Linked DNA regions of Sparus aurata: region 1 is linked to region 2. The links are chromatin contacts, called in public Hi-C maps. All regions are on one chromosome and are shown on one strand. The core of a region is the stretch at or near the end of the contact, and the rest is flanking DNA. Distances in the headings are between cores, read along the strand shown.

Region 1 (4,963 bases), core at 1,765-4,264, 160 kb before region 2:
ACACACACTCACTGGCTGAGCTTCATGTCCAGGTACGTCACGTTCGCTCCCTCCTTCATCTCCTCGTAGTTGCTCTCTGAACCCTGGTGGGAGAGAAATGTTGAGAACATATTTACTCAAATAACTATCTGTAATAGTTTAAAGGATGTCAAGAATTAAACTGAGGATTTGATTCAATGAAAGACATTTAACTATATCTTGAACCAACACTGATCCACTGTTATAAAGTATATATGACCCCTTGTGTTTTGGTACTGACCCAGATGGCGTCGGCGATGCTCTCGGTCAGAGCTCTCTGGGCGTCCCAGCTGAGGATCTGGTGCTCGTAGCTGTCGTCCAGCTCCCATTTACTCAGACTGGAGCTGGTCAGCGTGTAGAGGCAGCTGGCTCCGCCCACCCACAGCACGCTGTGGAGCTGCAGCAGGAAAACAAAAAACAGAAAGACAGAGTCAGGCTAACGAATGTAGCAATCATCTCACCACGGAGCACAACTACAACTAAACACCAGTGGAATTGCTCTACTTTTATAGATTCTAGTAACTTTCTTTTCAGCTGAATCTGTAAGCGTGACTCACTGTGTCGTTGGCTGGTGGGGCGAGGATACCGAACAGGCTGGAGACGCGGCGCCCGATGCCGGAGAGCATTCCCTGGCCCTGCAGCAGGGCTCGGTACTGCAGCTTTCCTGAAGAATCCACACTCGCTCTCAACAGCCGATTCTTCTCTGAGGACAAGATGAAGCTTCCACCCTGACAGGAAAACATCGAGAAATAAATGTGGAGAAAACAACAGCAGGGATGTTCAGATTCTCACTGAGTTCCCAGTGATGAATTACAAATAAGAAAGGGGCTGCTGTATCAAAATAACTCTGATCTATTCATTTACTTACTCTGACAGCAATAACAAAGTTGCAGAGATCTCCCAGGTCGACATCAGTCTCTGTGTAGTTGCCCTCCTTGGCCAGGCTGGGCCACAGACGAGCCGTTCCCTCCACCGCCACGGCCAGGACGGAGATGGACTGAACGCCGGCCGACTCCAGAGGTGCTGCGGACGTCACCGCCACGAGGTCGGCTGTGTAGTTGTACTCACTGCTGGGCAGCTGCAGCTCCTTACACACTGACAACTGCAGCCAAACAGAGATCAAGAGCTTATTTCATGAATCTGTGAGTGTTTCTTCAAGGGCTGCAACTGACCAGACATTTTCAATGAATCATGCTATAGAAAAAATTGCATCACAGTCAATGAAATCTCCACAAACATTCACCTTACAAAGTTTAACAAAAGTAGCAAATCATCAACTGAGAAGCTGGAAACACGGCTGCAACTACTGCTTATTTTTGTTATCGATTATCAAGAGGATTATTTCCATGATTAACTGAGTAGTCGTCAATCAAACAATGTCAAAACATTTTTAAAAAATGCTCATCACAATGTCCAAGTGCCCAAAGTGACAAACAGTTGAAATCTCAAAAGACTTCTTCACACAATTAACAGATTATTACCCGATTAGTTGTTGATTAATCTTTGCAGCTGTAATCAGAGAACGTTTGCTGTTCTTGCTTGTTAACCGACTTAAACAATCAAATGATCTATTGATCTCTTTTCCAGTATTGATAAAATACTTTCATCATGCAGCTGTAAATATAAAAAAACTAATATTATAAACACAACAGTTTTGTTGCTCATGTGTTTCAAACTGACTACACAGACAGGACAGACTGATGCACCAACTTTCCATCTTCTCATAAGACATTTTTCTCTGGTGATCAAAAAGTCACAAAACGTTTTTCACATCTAACAAGTTTTGTGACGGTCTCTCCAGCTTTTTCTTTTCACGATGAACTCTCTGAACTGGAAGGTGGATGTTTTGTTTTGCCACTTGCGTCTTTAGTTTCTGGATCTTTGCTGTGAACTCTACCTTTGCCACGGCGGTCTGGCAGATCTTCCAGATGATCAGTTTCTCTCCACAGACCATCCAGGCCCAGCCGCTCTCATTCACCTTCACTGAAATCTGGTCATCAGCTAGAGGGACCGACACACACAGGAAGATTCAGAGGCAATACTGACAGACAGAAACGGACATCAACAAGGAATAGGTCAATGAAAATAAACTGAGATGTTGGTCCGATCCCCCGACATTTTAGATAACACAACAGAGATGAGGTTTGCTTTACCATCAGCCATCGTCAGCGCCTCCATCACTTTGACTGGCAGCGATGAGCCGAAGGTTTGCACATCATAGTTGATTGACTCTGCAGCTGCATGGCTCTGAACTCTGGTGGGTGTTGACCTGGTGGGAGACACATGTGAGAGTAAAACAGTTTTCTCTGGGCCATCAGCTGATTATTGAGCTCCAACTTCTTCATGGTGCAGTTGGATTTTAATATACTTCACTGAGAGATGTTTCTAATATCTAACTGGAGCAGAAAACAGCTGTCAGTGAGCATCAAGAGCGCCACAGACTGGTCACCACCTCCAAAATGATCATACTTTTGAATGAATACCTCTTTAAAACAACAGAACTGACCATCATAATCTTCATTAATGTATGATTTATCACAGGAGTGTTGTAGTAGACAGAATTAGTGTCAGCTAATACACAGGCCGGCTAGTGAATATACAAAAACACCGTCCAGCGGCTCCACTCACCTCGCCGAGAGAGACGTCCTGCGCGGGGAGAACAGCAGACTGCTGGCCGCTCCGGAGACGCTCTTCCTCCCGGTGGTCCTGCCCTGCTGCCTGCGGCCGGAGCCCGGGGCGGTGCGGGGGCTAAACATGCCTGCTGTGATACCCCGTACAGCTCAACAGTCGATAAGTTTGTCAAATTCGTCAAATTTAACCGTTAAAATCTATAAATACCGCCAACACTCGCTGTCACATCCCCTACAAACAGCGCGCGGTGCCGTCGCTTGATATATACGTCATCACTGGGTCAACTGAAAGTCCCGCCCATCGCCAAAATGACGTTTTAAAAAAATGATAATTCTAATTTTATTTTGTTTTAAAAGAACCTTCTCAGAAAATAATGTGTATTGTTATTATAATAATTATTTTCATTATTTTTACACTTCAATACATTTCCAAAAAGAGCTCCTGATTCCTTAACCATAAATGAAAGGACGTCATTATATTTACATTTATTCCAAATACGTTCCCTCCGCTTGTTATCATGAGTGAGCAAAACACTATAAAGCACTACAAACAATAATGTGCCCATTGGGCGTGTCCAATTAATTACAGTTACAGTGTAATAATACATTGTTTATTAGGTGTCACTAAATCACATAACATATAAGCGAATTAGGCGTTATTTAAAAAAATTATAATTCTACTGACCTACATTACTTGAGAGACTTTTCTCCAAACTGCATTTGAAAAAGTGTCAATTTTAAAGTTGTGTTGGTCAGCATACTAAGTGACGCATATTATGATTTAATTTCATACCTTGTGAATGGTGGTGCTGCACTATAAGCTGTTCCCGAAAAGTTGACACTTTTAAAAAAAATAATCTGCCGTTAATAATCGGCTGTTTGGTGAAATTTGCTTCGGCCCATGGCGTTTATTTTCCTTAATTTTCCAATGGAGTTTGGTTTGAGTCCAACCAGGCACAGGTAGTAGATCGTCGATAGACTAACCGTTGTAGTGTTCAGGGAAAGCCAGGCGGACGAGTCGATTAACGATAGCTGTTAACCATCAAAGATGAAAGCGGAGAGCTAGCTAACCTAGCATGATTTGATGGAGGCTGACCGGTGGGCGGAAAACCACGATGGAGCGGCAACGACAGGCAGCGGCGTAGCTTTAACTGGAAACTGAGCAGCACTTAAGCCTCATCAGCTTGCATACAGTAAGTAAGGAAGGCGAACAGCATGATATGCAGTGAGTGCTGATTTTTAACCGGAGGTGCTACGGAACCGGATCAATCCCGCTAAAAGTTTTGAGCCGCCAGGCCCACTGCGAGGAGCGCTAAGTTAGCTGGTTAGCTCAACCCCAAGCACCAACCTATAAAATGGAAACCTGCCTGCTTTATCCTGGATTAACGCGTGTCTCCATTTGTTTCCAACCCAGTCTCGGGCTTCAACTCGTTTAAACTGTCAGTAGAAGAGAATCCAGTGTCGTTTGCGCTAGTAAACACATTAGCTCGCTTCTTTGCTAGCTAATTAGCTACTGTGAAGATGCTTTACTTAAGAGGGTTAATATTGCCATGGAGATGATAAATCTGATTCAAAGCAGTTTAATAGACACGCACCGCCCTTTACATTCATAAGCGTACTTTAATTTCTGTGTTTTTAACCGCTTGGTGTGTCTGGTGATCGTCTTGTTTGGCAGACTGAGTGATTCCGTGATGTGCAGGTGTATTCCCTCTGAATCCTCTCAGGTGTGTGACTTTTTCCGCCTGTTTTCAGGTCATGAAGCGGGTTCGCACTGAGCAGATCCAGTATGCCGTGGCTCAGTACCTGAAGCGGAGGCAGTATGTGGACACTGATGGTTCCTTGAAAGGAGCCAAGCTCTTCCAGACGGCTGAGGAGATGGCTGCCAGCCTCACAGGTGAGCTGGGCTACCTGCACACATGAAGATGATAGTGTTGTTATGCAGACATGTTCTTTTTACCCTCGTAGGGAAACATGTGCTTTTTGCTTTTACTCCATTCAATTTTTTCAGCAACTACATTTACTTTGGTGTTAATGTGCAGAGCATATTGTTATGATCAAATTATATAATATCATGACCTATTTACTCAGACAGGTGTGTTGAGGTGTTAGACCTGCTTGAGTCGTCTTTGTGCAAAGCTATGCTGGGATTTACGGGACGTCAACAGAGTATATGTAGTAAAAGTGTGACAGCAACAACAGGACAGGGAGACAAATGTCTATCAGGCCTAATTCGCCCACAGCCACACAATCCTGAGTGAAGGTTTTATCAGACAAAATACTCTGATAGCAAAAATGTAATACTCCCCCAAGGGTGA
Region 2 (4,585 bases), core at 747-3,246:
AAACACAACACTGTTCATAACGCGTGCTGAAACAGTGAATCAATTAATAAAGTTAGTTAAGAATTTCTATTCACAGGCATCATATTCAGCTGTGGAGAACCGTGACAATCTTCTGACATTCTACAGAACAAATGATTGAAATATTAATAATATGAAGATCAGCAGGTGTCTGTTTGTGACACCACACAGAGACACTGACCTCTCGGACACACAGCTGAGCGGGCAGAGACACGGACAGCACCAGGGTGTCGAACTCGTACTTTTCGGCCTTCACTGTCTCGGCTATCTGTGAAAGTAGAACAAAACCTCACGTTCACGGTACACTGCGCTGGCACTGTTGTGTCTGAAAGCTGTGAATGTTTAACCTCACACACACCTTGAGGGCCTGAGCCGGGCCACAGAGGTCCTGCAGGATCCCCAAACACACCACACACACACGCGACTCTTCATCCTTCAGCTTGACCGCAGCAGCAGCGTCTTCCTCTGACGGACCGGCCTCCAGTTTCGCTCTTTTACTCGGAGGGTCTTCAGGTGGCTCTGACACTGCTGCATCATGGGATTTGTTGTTTTCATCTGTGGACTCTGCTGATGCTGAATCCTGTGTTTTGGGGTTCTCTGTACTGCTGATGAAAGCTTGAAGTTCGTTGAGTGTATCCTGTGTGAGATGGAAAAAACACAACGGCATGAGGGACCAGTGAGCGGCTGGCTGAGGAGGGAACACGTGTTCTTCATGCAGGATGAGTCTCACCTGAGGGGGTTTTCTGTAGGCAGCCTGGACGCTCACGCAGCAGAACCGGAGGACGCAGCGAGCGCAGCAGCCGGCTGACAGCAGCTTCTGGACGATGGGTTTGTCCTTCTCCTTCAGCGGCAGCATGACTCCAGACTGCAGGAGGTGCAGAGACATTCAGGAGGAAACACACGATCAGACACATCAGTGCTGGAAGGATTCCTTCAACACTTTCCAAGTAAACACACACATTAAATGCTGCTTCAACTGTATTTATGTATCATTGTGCACGATGAATCAGTCCCTGCTGGTGTTGATGTGAATGTCTCTCTAGTTATTTTATCTGATGTTTTAAAAAAAAACATCTCAGGCTGAATCTCATCTGCCAACAATGACTTTGCAAAACATAAATGCAATTTTCACAGCTTCACAGATGAGAAATAAACTTGTCTGTGCTCTCTGGTGGACAATCTGTCCCCCTCTTTATCATGAGGGTCACTGTGATAACCAAACTTAATGTATCCTTGTTTAAAATGTATATCATCACTATTACCCTCACAAATCCAATAACTGCATCACTTATTATCTCTCACTTCTGTATTTTTATTTTACTCTGTTGTTCTCATATTTGTATACCATCCTGGCTGTTTTATATATATTTACATATTATATTTTATATTTATTACCTATACAGGCAAATAGCTGCGATAGCTAGTAGACAGCTGCTCCTGTAATGTGCAGCACACACGATGTAAATAATGAGTTGTTGAACCCACCTCTGCCCAACAGGCTCAAAACAGCAGCTAAAGCATGTTAGCATGTTTTCCTGTCTGCTGTGTGCTAAGCTAACGTAGCTAACACTAACTTTTCCACAGCCATAATAAGAGGACGTGAATGGAAACAGCCCAGTGAGCTGCAGCTTAATACTCGAAATACACCTACCGGACACAAAGGTGGTTAATCCAGGAAGATATGAAGTAAAACAGGCTATAGTTTCATTTACTTGTTAACATGTTCATCCAAAATGCTTCTTTCCTGATGTTTTAGCCTGAACAGACGAAGCTAATCAACCCAGATCAGATTTACTTAAATTAATGCGAAATAAATCATCTTATTTTAACAATAAATAGGCTACACCCCACCGACAAATGATAACTGAACACCTTCACGTATAATCTTAACAAACATTGAGATCATTTCCATAAAAATCATCGTAAATTAATTCTATCACATCGGTATTTGACGCCTACTGTCTGTTACGTCATCTCCAAGCGCCGGGCAGTTTGACAGCCGGGTCCTTCTTCTCTGCGCAGCAGCCGGTGTCTCTAGAAGGTTCTAACTGGGACCGGGTGGAGATACCTTAATCTAAGTCCATCCGAAGCCGAATCGCAGTGTTTCGGCCCCGGGGTGCATCGGTCCCCTTCTGAAGACTTCTTTTAACATTTTCCATCGATTATAAAGTCAAGATGCCCGAAGTGAGAACGGCATCGAATGCCTCAAACATGGGCAGACACAAAGGAGGGGCGTACCAGGACCGCGACAAGCCGGCCCAGATTCGGTTCAGTAACATCTCTGCGGCCAAAGGTAGGCCAAAATACATATACTGTTGAAACGGCTGGTATCTGGTCCAAAAGCTCACCATCAGTTATAATAGTTCTGGGTTGGGTTGGGTTGGGTTGGGCTGGGCACCGTTATTCATTGGTACTCGTCTCTACCTCGTCCGAAATCTAATTCAGTAAAGTGCCATTTTAACACTTTTACTCCGTAATAAAAAGCACATGAGGGATACAATAGCTGAGAGCGATTTCTTGATTCAAAATAATCCACTTCTCTATTCGGCATGTATGACTGCACCAGATACGACTTCAAACTCGAGTTTCTTCCGTTAAAGCTTCTGTCATTGTTAGCTTAAAGTAGCAGGCAGCATGAGGCAGTCATTTCCAAAACTGTGATGTAAAACACCAGGAGTTTGGTGCACTGTTCTCTTCCTGCAAGATGCTCATGACTCGACACAATCTCAGCATTAAGCTAGCTCAGTGTTTCTTACTATATATGGCCAGAGGCTAAGATGGGTACAATGATGAGCTAAACCAGGTAGAGTGCACTTCTGTAGTATTAGTGTCAGATACAACTGTTATTTTAATGTTTAATGTGGAAACCATTTTGATTCTCTTTTTGTGACCTGTCTTCTTATGAATAATTTATGCAGTTTGTTAATGTTATTATCCTGCAGTGTGTGCAAAGAAGAACAAGACCACATTAATATTAAGATGTTCTTTTGTTTGAAGCAATCAAAATATTAAAATGTTCCCTCCTGCTCATGAAAACATGGATGTTGAGTTGATTTTTGTTACTGTACTGATGTTGCACCTGCTTATTTGACAGCTGTTGCAGATGCTGTCAGAACCAGCCTGGGGCCCAAAGGCATGGACAAGATGGTCAGTAACAGATTTATCATCTTGATCACAGGCCAACTCAAGTTTGCGTCTTTTATGTCCACCGGTTACTAAAGCAGGTGCTGCTGTTTGTTTCAGATCCAGGATGAGAAAGGTGACGTGACCATTACCAACGACGGCGCCACCATCCTGAAGCAGATGCAGGTGCTCCACCCTGCAGCCAAAATGGTACGTTCCTACAGATGCTGCCTGGTTGTGTTGATTGTTCTGCATCCAAAACATGAACGTTAGTTTGATGTCCTCCATGGATGATTTGCAGTTCAACTCACTGGTATTTAATTAGTTCTAACCTGGCTTAAAATCTTTGTGTTTGTGTATTTCAGCTGGTGGAACTATCCAAAGCCCAGGACATTGAGGCCGGTGACGGCACCACCTCTGTGGTTGTGATTGCCGGGGCGCTGCTGGACGCCTGCTACAGGCTGCTGCAGAAAGGTGAGAGCTGCAGATGACAGAAAAAAACAAAATTTCAAATAAATGGATACAGTTCTGACTGCTTATTCTGCGTATGTTTGACATTCAGATTACTACTAATGAATCAGATTTTCTGCAGATGAACTAATCTATTGTTGAATAGTTAAAACAATAATGTTCACACGTTGTCCCATCGATCAGGCATCCACCCCACCATCATCTCGGAGTCCTTCCAGAAGGCCGTGGAGAAGGGTGTGGAGATCCTGACAGCTATGAGCCGGCCGGTGCAGCTGAGCGACCGCGAGACGCTGCTCAACAGCGCCACCACGTCGCTGTGCTCCAAGGTTGTGTCGCAGTATTCCAGCCTGCTCGCGCCCATGAGCGTGGATGCCGTCATGCGTGTCATTGACCCGGCCACCGCCACCGGTGTCGACCTGCAGGACATCAAAATCATCAAGAAGCTCGGGTGAGTGTGAGGTTATGTTAGATAATCCTTTTTATATTCCTTTGTGTTTCATGAACCTTTATAAGAATTATATATCCACTCCTGCTGTTAATCAAAGTTTCTATCCTTGTGTTACATCAGAGGGACCATCGATGACTGTGAGATGGTGGAGGGTCTGGTGCTGAACCAGAGGGTGGCCAACAGCAGCGTAACACGTGTGGAGAAGGCCAAGATCGGTCTGATCCAGTTCTGCCTGTCCCCGCCCAAAACTGACGTGAGTCACCTGATTAATCAGAGTGAAGACTGCAGCTGTTCTGACTGCTTCGACTTTAAAAGGAGGAAATACGTCTTAGTTGTGGTCTCGCTGTTTGTAATTGATCCTCATTGAAATGAACGGTTCCACGGTCATGTAGAGAATCGGTTTAACTCTTCACATCCAAAACAAACTTTATTTCTCAGCTTGTAATATTTGCTGAAGTAAGTGCTCTTAAAAGGCTTAATATTCTTCTCTCAGCACTGCTCAGAATCATTGCTGCTGTTTTTATT

Evidence for each region. A called contact is a pair of places that touch in the nucleus more often than the background predicts.
Region 1: a Hi-C map of an unstated tissue shows a contact between it and region 2, with 6 times the contacts expected there. The contact joins the promoter of nup133 here to the promoter of pus10 in region 2. A contact is called at or near these places in 2 of 2 Hi-C or Micro-C datasets (skeletal muscle and an unstated tissue).

The regions. Positions count from the first base shown.
Region 1 is chr1:4,183,671-4,188,633 of fSpaAur1.1, reverse strand. nup133 (nucleoporin 133) reads right to left here and starts at 3,014. Exons shown (of 25, transcript XM_030416383.1): 1 at 2,647-3,014; 2 at 2,172-2,287; 3 at 1,916-2,019; 4 at 887-1,120; 5 at 576-746; 6 at 260-415; 7 at 13-83. The coding sequence starts at 2,774. taf5l (TAF5-like RNA polymerase II, p300/CBP-associated factor (PCAF)-associated factor) reads left to right here and starts at 3,607. Exons shown (of 5, transcript XM_030416417.1): 1 at 3,607-3,841; 2 at 4,401-4,542. The coding sequence starts at 4,404.
Region 2 is chr1:4,027,332-4,031,916 of fSpaAur1.1, reverse strand. pus10 (pseudouridine synthase 10) reads right to left here and starts at 1,996. Exons shown (of 18, transcript XM_030428788.1): 1 at 1,978-1,996; 2 at 749-883; 3 at 377-655; 4 at 200-286. The coding sequence starts at 874. It overlaps cct4 (chaperonin containing TCP1, subunit 4 (delta)), which reads left to right and starts at 1,996. Exons shown (of 13, transcript XM_030428798.1): 1 at 1,996-2,311; 2 at 3,113-3,165; 3 at 3,262-3,351; 4 at 3,507-3,615; 5 at 3,796-4,060; 6 at 4,181-4,313. The coding sequence starts at 2,194.